2 separate regions of the Callithrix jacchus genome follow, and region 2 is linked to region 1. The links are chromatin contacts, called in public Hi-C maps. All regions are on one chromosome and are shown on one strand. The core of a region is the stretch at or near the end of the contact, and the rest is flanking DNA. Distances in the headings are between cores, read along the strand shown. Region 1 overlaps SLX9 (SLX9 ribosome biogenesis factor). Region 2 holds the start of ADARB1 (adenosine deaminase RNA specific B1).

Evidence for each region. A called contact is a pair of places that touch in the nucleus more often than the background predicts.
Region 2: a contact with region 1 is called in a Hi-C map of skeletal muscle, with 2.6 times the contacts expected there. The contact joins the promoter of ADARB1 here to the enhancer-like site in region 1. A contact is called at or near these places in 2 of 3 Hi-C or Micro-C datasets (both in skeletal muscle).

What each region holds. Positions count from the first base shown.
Region 1 is chr21:50,615,728-50,620,668 of calJac240_pri, forward strand. All of the region lies in intron 2 of SLX9 (SLX9 ribosome biogenesis factor), which reads left to right. Among named protein-coding and RNA genes, the nearest start is that of SLX9, 20 kb to the left of the region's middle. Within about 2 kb of position 2,429, at least 9 of the 16 cell types and tissues checked have an H3K27ac peak or open chromatin away from gene starts, as enhancers often do. A contact at or near this core is called in skeletal muscle, where this site is marked.
Region 2 is chr21:50,731,823-50,736,763 of calJac240_pri, forward strand. ADARB1 (adenosine deaminase RNA specific B1) reads left to right here and starts at 2,178. Exons shown (of 11, transcript XM_078358783.1): 1 at 2,178-2,421. LOC144580695 (a long non-coding RNA gene) reads right to left here and starts at 2,087. Exons shown (of 3, transcript XR_013530691.1): 1 at 418-2,087; 2 at 1-219.

The sequences.
Region 1 (4,941 bases), core at 1,179-3,678:
TCCTTGTGAACGTGAGTGAAGACATTTGTAGATCGAGCCACGGCACTGGAGCTGCTGATCTAACCTGATGAACATCCAGTGCTTCACAGGCTTTGCCAGGCAGCCTTCTGCAGACTCTGCCTCCGTCCCTAGCCTGTGCCTGTGGAGCACGCGGATGGGGCATCTGCCGAGGTGGACCCTGGACAGCAGTGCCTGGTTTGCAAAATGTGCAGCTCTTCATCTGCAAGGCTCCATTCAGCCTTCATCACTGTGAGCTGCCTATGTGTGCCTTTTCCTGTTTTTCTTTTCTGCTTTTTATTGGTTTGGAAAAGCCGTGTAGGAAGGAAGCAATCTCTCTTGTTAACTGCAGAGGACTCCCCCTCGTCGGTAGTTCTTTTGAATTTGTTCACGTTATTTTTTTCTCTGCGGAGGCTTAAAGTTTCTCTGTAGCGGGTTCTGTGTTTTCCGTGTATTTTGCTGCCCTCTGTGTTCTCTGCGGCGCTTCCATAGTGCCTTTCATCATATCTAGTCCGTCAGGACTTCATTGTGTACAGAGTGAGACGGATGCTTCCCACTTCTTTTTCCCCAAATGGCCTGTCCTGCGGTGCATTCAGCTTGCATTCACCCAGAAGGTGGGGTGAAGAGAACCTCAGCGCCGTGGGGTGCTGCTGGCACATGCTGCCTTTTCTCATGACCTGGGTGACGTGGGCGGCATCTGAGTGGCTCTGTAGTCTGCAGCGTCTCCCGTGGCCTGTGCCCGAGATGAAGCAGCACGTGTCAGCATCACATCTTTTGTCCTGTGGCCGAGCCGCACGCAGCTCTCTGTGGACAGAGAAGTGCAGCTCGTGGATGCCTTGCATGGAAAAGCCAGGCTCATGCCACCTTTCCTTAGGTTCTGTCAGCACGTGTCCTGGGAACTCCGTCACCCTGAAGCGTATATCTGGCGAGCCCAGTTCTCTGTCTGCTGACCTGACTGGTGAGGGCTGATGACCCAGTGAACCACCTGTGTACAGGAGCGCTGTGTGCCTGCCACGTGTGGCGGCCTCCACTGAGCCTGGTTGGCTGCATCTCTCCCTGGAGTCCCATTATTAGAGCAGAGAGCGCTGGCAGCACTGTGGCAGCGGAGAAGGCTGTGGCTCTGGCGGGTCGGTCTGCTTGCCCACATCTCCGGAATTGCAGCTGCAGAGCGCATGCCCTGGCTCCCGGGCGGCAGCGTCTCACCTGCGCTTTTCCTGTCATGGGTTTTTAGGCAGCCTGTACCTAAGTGTCACCCATCCCTCTCTCTTTGCGGGGCCATTCAGCCCAAGCTGCAGGTTTCTGCCCGGCCAGCCGGTGCTCCAGAGAGCAAAGCCACCCCCAGTGCTCTGTGACCAGTCGGCTCAGGGCTGGTTTCTGGTCACTCCTGAGGGCAGGGCCGAGGTGGGGTCTTTCAGGGTCAAGGGTTGGCTGTTCCTGGAACAGCTCTGGAGTCCTCCTCATGTGCCTCCCAGGGAGGTCCCCACACGGTGCGTGTGAGCTTGGCGCCTCTCTGCAGGCCGGCTCTGTGGCAGCTGCATCCTGGACTCCTGAGGCTCAGGCAAGGGCACGGCTTCTCCTCATCCTCCTTGTCTTCATCTCCATCATGCATCTGCCCTGCATCTTGCAGTCCAGCTCAGGTATAGGTGCTGTGGCAGCCGAGAGCACCCTGGGGACCACTGGCTGGCCCCAGGCTGGAGATCGCAGGAGCCGCCCATACCCCGAGGCCTCGTCTTTCACCCTCTAAGCCTGTTCACTGCCAGTAGCAATGGGTGGCCCGGAGCGTTCTGCAAGTGTGAGGAGTGGATGGCAGTCACGGCATATTCCCCCATGGGGAGGCCTGGGCTCTGTCTTGGAGGGAAATGAGGGATTTCCTGTCTCAGCCCCTGTCTGGGGTTCTGTGAGGTTCAGTTTAATGGGAACTTAGCGGTCCTCCCTGACGCTTTTGAGCTGTGGACTGAGCAGCCAGAAGGAATGGCGATGTCTGAGCTGCCCGTGCAGCAGGTGGCCTGGGGTAAAGCGGACAGGGCACAGGGCACGGGGCAAGAAGCCTCTCTGTGCCCAACGGGGAATGCCGAGCTCACAGCCACCTCCGCCCTTCTGACTTTGCAGCGTCAGCTCGACCAGCTGGCCAAGCATGTGAGGTTGTGTTTTTACCATCAGTTTGGGCTTGCTATTCCTGATGCCCAGTTGGACTTCAGGCCCCTGTGTGAGCTCAGGCTGGGGCCACCTGCCTCAGGTGTGGCCGTTGCTGCCGTCCCTTCGTCACTAGTCAGACATGGTTGGTGACCTTCCCCTCCCCATAGCCACTGGGACTGTAGTGCTGGCACTGCTGGGATCTGGGTTTGGGGTAAGGCCCAGGACAGGGGCGGCTCCAGACACCCTCACTTGAGGCCTGGTGTCTGCACTCCCAGCCCAGCCCTCCTCCAAGCTGGCATTTCTGCTGCACCCATGGGGCATCTCCTGCTCCCTGCGCTTCCGCAGCACCCGGGAGAGCTGTGGTGGACTGTCTTGGCTGTGTGCCTTGTCAACTTAGAAACCGGAGCAGCTCCAGCTGACTTCCCACTGTTCCCATCACAGGGTGGGGTGCCCTGGGCCTGCGGGGTTGAGAGGAGCAGGGCACGCAGGGCGAGCACCCTCTATAGCCTGTGGCACCAATTCTGTCTCAGTGAACCCATCAGGCCATCCAGAGGCGGGAAGTGGGAGCAGGCATGAACCTGTGCCAGGGCATTTCACCGAGGGCGCCTTGGGCCCAGAAAGTGGCGGGAGCAGGGGGCCGTGGGGCCACCGCCAGCAGTTCCAGGCAGTCTCTGCCCCGGCTTCAGCATTCCAAGCCCTCTCCTCCTGCAGGAAGCGGCATGTTTGGTTCCTGTTTTCTTGGTGTCATGGCAATGGGGCCAGGGAGCTCCCTGGGGCCAGAGCCGGGAAGGGTCACTGTGCTGCGTTCCTGACCGGGCCTGCGCCCGGGCCTCGTTTTCTTCATTCCGACGCAAGACAGGTCACTGTTCGGGTCAGTTTCCACTGGTCTTAGATTCATTTTTCTTTTGAAACTATTTGAAGACCATAGAAAGCTGCAGCGTGAGCCCCTCCCCTTTGTGTTTGGAGCCAGAGGTCGGGGATGCTGCGACGGAAAGTAGGTCAGCCCGGGCTCATCAGGAAGCTGTGGGAGGGGGTTAAATCCCGCGGGAGCCCTGGGAGGCTCCACACCAGCTCCTGACGTGAAGTCTGTGACGCCAAGCACAGTGACTGCCCTTCTCCAGGCAGAGCTGCTTCTGCTTTGTTTTTCCTTAGACACGGTGGGTTTGTTGGACACGGTGGGTTTGCTGGATTTCTCTTTAATGCAGACAGGAAGGTCTGCATTAAAGAGAAATCGGGAGACACGTCTTGTATGGATGTGTTCTGGGGAGAACGCGTCTGAGGCTGAACTGTCTCAGGAAATCAGTTAAGACCGAGGAATTGGGGGTGTCCGTGAGTCCACTCTGTTTCAGAGGAAACTGGAGTCAGAGATACAGCACCCAGTGAGTGCCCTCTCCATCTGTCCCCACCTGCACAGCCCTGCAGGCTTGCCCTACCCCCACCCGTCCCCCGAGCAAATGAGGCTCCTTTCCCCACCTGCCGGGCAGGGGCCTGGGCTCTGAGGGGACCAAGCACAAGGGGCACCTGTGGATTCACTTTCTGGGGCTCCCTGAGAGGCAGCCTCTTTCCCTGGGGTTACAAGACTTTCTAGGAGGTGACAGTAGTCTCTGGATACATGTCCTAAACTCACTTCACACCGAAAGCCATACAGTCCCATCTGTCTTAGTATATTTTCTGTTGCTTGTAAGAGAATACCTGAAAGTGGATAATTCATTTTAAAAAGGAATTGACAATCTCTTAGGTTCTGGAGGCTGAGAAGTCTAGAGTCAAGGGGTTGCATCTGGTGCCAGCCTTCCGGCCGCTGGCGGCTCTGCTGAGGCCCAAACCCACGCCGGGCATCCCGCGTTGAGGGAGCTGAGTGTGCCCACCTGGGTCTCTCCTCCTCCTCCTCTTATAAAGCCACCGTCCCCTTCCCCTGATAAACGTGAGTCCTTTCACCCAGTAATCCATGAATCTGTGAATGAATTAATTCATACCTATGGGCAGAGTCTTCATGACCCAGTCAGCCCATAACGGTCCCATCTTTCAGTGATGACACATTGGGAACTGAGTTTCAACCTGAGTTTTGGAGGGACGGATATTCAGCCCACAGCGCTTCCCACCCACTCAGCTGATGATGTGGAGGCTCTGACAGGCTCCGTGGCCAGCAGAGAGCCCCTCCATCCTGCATCTGGACTCCTGCTGCCCAGGGTATAGTCCTTGCCCCCTGTCCTGGGCCCCGCCTTTGCAACAAGGGGCAGGAAGTGCCGCAGTGGCCGAGGGCAACATCCCCTCTGGCTTTCCCCAGTCTGTCTGGGCACTGTGTGAACTGTGGCTGTCCCCAGAGAAGGGGAGGCACAGAGCTGTCTCACGTGTCAGCTGGCACCGCCAAGGCCTCTACAGGGCCCTCCAGTTTGGCCTGCGTCCACACGGCGGTTTCTGCCAACACGGACTGGCCATCTTTGTCCAGCTGTTAGTCAGCTGGGGTTAATGTGGGGCAGGCCCAGCTGACGTCACCCTGGAGTGCGTGGCTGCTCGTTGGGGGCAGGGTGGTCCTCAGGGGCCTGGGAGGCTCCAAGCTCTGCAGTGTGGGCTGTGTGCATTTTCTTGGCACTCTGAGAAGCTATACCTGTATCCACACCTTGGTTTACAGTTTATTTTGGGGAATAAACTTCCAAATCCTATGTCTCCAGGACCCCTTTAGCTGTGTGGTCCCGGGGGACAGGGGAAGTGCCGGCCGGGCCCCGCCCAAGGCTGCTCCGCCACTGAGCCTCCGCGGCCGGAAAGGGTGGTCACATCCAGTGGGCCAACTGCCATAGCGCTTTCACATCC
Region 2 (4,941 bases), core at 928-3,427, 120 kb after region 1:
AACTGCTGTTCTCCCTGACATCAGCCCAAGGGGAGTGCCATTCTTCCAAGTTAGGGAGAGCACCATGGCAGAAACCATCTCTGTGGAGAGGATGGCATCTGAGGGTGTGGAACAGGAAGGGACCAGTTGAGGCTGCTGGCTGGTCCTGCAGAGCCTCTGGAGAGGCCTGTGGGAACAGCAGAGGGTCCCGGCCTTGGCCACCATCCGCTTTCTGCTGCTCTGGAGGGAGAAAGAGGACAAGTTGAAACTTGCATAAGCAGCCTCCCTTCTGGGGATTACCTTGTGTTCCCCACACCCAGTGTTACCTAAGTGAAGGCCTGCAGAAGACTGCCACAGTGACCGCCCCCATAGGCCATGCTTCCCTCCGCCTGTCCCCCGTGCAGTCCCTCACATCTACTCAGGCCCAGGCCATCTCACCTGCTTCTCCTGGGGAGATGGATGGAAACACCACAGGGATTTGCTTTCTCTCGCTGCCGATGGAGACCTGCCGGGAAGGAGGCCCGGCCAGCCTGTAGGGACTGGTGACACATGGCCCGGATCTGCCGGGGGCCTCTGCGGATAAGTAGGCCCAGTGGTCACCTCGTGGGGCCGAGGGAAGCCGTCCCAGCTGAACCAGCTCAAGCTGCAGGCCCACAGGGTCATGAGCAGTGAAGACAGGTTTTTGCTCACTGAGGTTTGGGGTGGTCTGCTGCATAGAAATACACACAATGTCCTCATGCACGTATCTGTTTATTAAGAATGTGTCCCGAGAAGGCATCCCAGGAGTCCTCATTTTTACTTAGCTGTCCACGGTTGCCCATTTGGGTACTTTGCCTTCAGATGGGGTGAAACGCTCACTTGTTAGCTGGCTGGCCCCAAAGACAGGCTTGTTTTCCACCAGGCAGTGACCTGTCCTGGGTTCCAGGCTGCCACCTGCAGCGTGCTCACCACATACCAGGCTCCCATCGTTTATCTGCGTTCATCTTATACGTTTTGTGGGTTTTCAGAGCCCGAGTCTCAGCGTTGCCCAGGCTGGAGCGCAGCTCTGGGACACAAGTGACCCTCCAGGCGCAGCCTCCTGAGTGGCTGAGACCACAGCATGTGCCACCAACCCTGGCTTGTGATGGTCCGTTCCTCCCCACTTTACAAGGGAGGAAACAGGCAGAGGGCAGAGTGGGCCACCTGAGGCCGGAGGCCAGGACTAGCACACCCTCAACTTGACCCTGGCGCCTGCAGCTCCCCCCAGCCAGGTGCAGGACCCAGCGCCTGTCCACACCGGGCTCTGCCCACCGTGCCCAGCTGCTCCTCTAGGCTCAGGTCGCTGCGGAGTTTCCCCATCAAGCCTCATCTCCGTGCAGAGAACTGCAGCCGGGAGTTGGTTACCCGGGTCGGTGAAAACGCTGCATTTGCACATGTGCTTATCATCATCCGTGTAAACATTTCTTGGTATAACTGTGGAAGTCAGTAAATGCAGATAAATCGGGCAGTGAGTCTATTGCATATGCTGTAAAAAACAAAAATAAAAAAAAAAAAACCTTTAAAATGCTTTTACTATCAACCTAAAAAAAAATCAGCCAAACAAAACCACCGACCCCCAGACGTAAGTGGGAGCTGCTGCTGGTGTCAGTGCGGACAAACCGGAGACGAGGGCGCCGCCTCCGCGGTCCTGGCCTGCGACCCCCGCCGGCCGCCGGCTCTGACCCAATGCGGGGCGGGCCCCGCGCGTCGCAGACACCTCAGGGAGTCGGGGAAGCAGGGGCGGCGCCAGCTGCGGGGAGGAGCGCGTGGGCCCCGGAGCAGGGAGCCTGGGCAGCTCCGGACGCCACCTCCACAAACGCAAACGCCAGTAGCCGGGCGCGGGGCGCCTGCGGTCCCCGCCACCGAAGAGGCTGGGGCGGCAGGATCGCGTGAGCTCGGGAGGTCAAGGCTGCAGGAGCCGAGATCCGGCCACCGCGCTCCAGCCTGGGCGACAGTGAGACCCCGTCCCCCAAACGCAGCAGCCGCGCACCCAGAGGAGGACTCGAACGCGGGCAGGGTCCCGGCCCCACGCTCGCCCGCTGCAGCTGGTCCCGAGGGAGACGCCACAGCCCCGACTGACCGCGACAAGCAGGCGCGCATGCGCGCGCACGTCCGGCGTCGCGGCGCCGGCCCCGCCCCTCGGCGCGCGCGCGCCCGGCGGGCGGGGGCGGGGAGGGGGCGGAGCCGCCAGTGGCTGGGCTGAGGCGCTGAGGCGGCCCTGGCTGAGGCGGCCCTGGCTGCGGCGGCTGCGGCGGCGGCGGCTGCTGCCGAGCGGCCGGGTCGGCGGCCGGGGCTCCGGGCCGCGCGAGGCCAGAGCCACGCCGCGCCGCAGCTCACAGCCTACGAGGCGGAGAGCCGCCCGGCCCAGGACTGCGGCGGGAGCCTGGGGCGCGCTTGTGGAGGACCAGGCGCGGCGCGGCTGAGGTGAGGGCGGGCGCGGAGGCTCCGGACCCCGCGGCGGCGGCGTTTATGTAAGCGCCGGGCAGGGGCTGGCGGCGGGGCCCAGGCTGCGGGCCGTCCCGGGAGCGGAGGGCGCCCGCGGGGCGGCGAGGCTGCCCTGACACCGCCCGGCATCCACCCTCCCGGGGCGCCCGTCTGCTGGAGCGTTTCGCCCGGGAGGAGGCTGCGTCCCGGGCGGCCCCGCGTCCCTTCCTGCGGGCGCCGAGTCCGCGTGGGATGCACCGCGCCGCGGGGAGGGAGGTGCGCCGGGACGAGGCTGCGCCCTGGCGACCCAGGCTGCGTTCCGGGGAGAGGACGCGGTGCCCCGGAGATCCGAGGCTGCTGGGGACGAGGCTGCGCCCGGGGCCGGAGGCTGCTGGGGACGAGGCTGCGCCCGGGGCCGGAGGCTGCGCTGGGGACGAGGCTGCGCCCGGGGCCGGAGGCTGCTGGGGACGAGGCTGCGCCCGGGGCCGGAGGCTGCTGGGGACGAGGCTGCGCCCGGGGATCCGAGGCTGCTGGGGACGAGGCTGCGCCCGGGGATCCGAGGCTGCTGGGGACGAGGCTGCGCCCGGGGATCCGAGGCTGCTGGGGACGAGGCTGCGCCCGGGGATCCGAGGCTGCTGGGGACGAGGCTGCGCCCGGGGATCCGAGGCTGCTGGGGACGAGGCTGCGCCCGGGGATCCGAGGCTGCTGGGGACGAGGCTGCGCCCGGGGATCCGAGGCTGCTGGGGACGAGGCTGCGCCCGGGGCCGGAGGCTGCGCTGGGGATGAGGCTGCGCCCGGAGATCCGAGGCTGCCCGGGGAATTAGGCTGCGCCCGGGGCCGGGAGCCTCTGTCCCTGGGGGACGCTGCGCTGGGGGACAGCAGGCTGCGCCGAGACGAGGCTGGGCCGGGCGGGCGACGCTGCTGCCTTGTGGGGAGGGCGCGCTCTGCTCCCGGAGTGGAGACTGCGCTGGGGACGAGGCTGCGCCCTGGACGGTCCTGCGTCTCCTCCCGAGGGCGCAGTGTCCCCCCGCGCGGGGAAGTTCCTGCGGGTGCGGGGCGTCTGCAGCGATCGGGAACAATCTGGGGCAGTTGGGGGCCCGAGGTGACTTTTGATGTGTTCACACGGGGGAAGGAAAATGACTGCGCGGTGGATGGTGCGAGGGAAGGTGTCACACTGGGCTGTGGACGCTGACACGCGTCGGAGTCGCGCTTACACGCTGGCGAACCTAACCTAAAATGTGTTCCCGTCCCGATTTCCATGTCGGACATCTGCACTGTGGGGTTCAGTTCGCAGTTAATATTTTTAGTCGGCAGGTTGGGGCCGTTACTTCTGATACAGGCATTTTGTTTCCCTCTTAGACCAACGATGACTGCATTCCATTCTCAAAGTGGAACGAGAAGTGGCATGATAGCAAACTTGTTTCTTTACGTTTCGTGGCGTAATTAAGATGATAGAACCGTCGTTTTTTAATTGAGAATACAAATGTGTATTTAATCCTCTTCGTTCTCGCTCTTAAATGTAGCCGTATGTTTTATTGCTTCGAAAGGTCCACTCCGAGCTGCATTTTCCAAAGCACTAGGTTGTTTTAAGAGCAGCTGTTCCTAGAAGGTAGAAAAGCTAATTGTTTCATGACCATCTTTCACTGGGGTTGAGCCTACTGTATCCTTTTTGCTTGCTGAGGGTTTCCCGGAGGGGAAAGGGAGATGGAAAAAAGGGTAGAAGGTTGGCTGATACAAGACAGTTCCTTCTTGGGTAAGAGAAGCAACTGTCTCTCATTGCGCGGTGCCTCCAGAGAGCAGAGCCCACTATGCATCGGCAGCCACAACAGGGGCTGGGTAAATATTTGATGAGACAGGCTGAGCTGGGTGCTCGATCTTGCCCGTGGTGGAGAGGAGTGAACTCACACAGGATTTCAAAGGAATGTATTGTCTGTGAGTGATGCTTTGTTAGATAGTCTGAGGGTTCCTAAGACTGGGTAGATCCTGCTACATCTACATCAAATTGGAAGCTATACTTGGGAAGGAAAAAAGGAGGCCCTCCTGCCAGGGCAATGGCTTAGAGAGAATTGGTACAGCTCTGAGAAACTGATGACACGTGTGTCTCTGGTGTGACGTGCTCATGCAGTCGTTACTGGGAGGCCATGGGGGAAGGATTAGCTATGAAGTGATAACATCATCCACAAAATACATCTTGGCACAGAGGCTAATTTCACTTCTTTGTAAATTTATGTATTGTAAAGCATTTGAATTCTTTTAGATTTTTGGAATAATAATTTTTTTAACTTCTGTTTGTCCAGTGAACGCATAAAACAAACTCAATTCGTTTGACAGGTTCTCCTCTATGACCTGTTAATGTGGTCGGCCTTCTCTGTTTTAGGGCCTAGGAGATACAGTACTGAGCAAGATAGGTAGAGTTCAGAAATGCTTCTGACATAAAGCAATACATTTTTACTGATAGCTTTAAAAAAATAAGCGTGCACACAGTACCGACAGAAAGGAAAGCCTCATTCCACTACATCC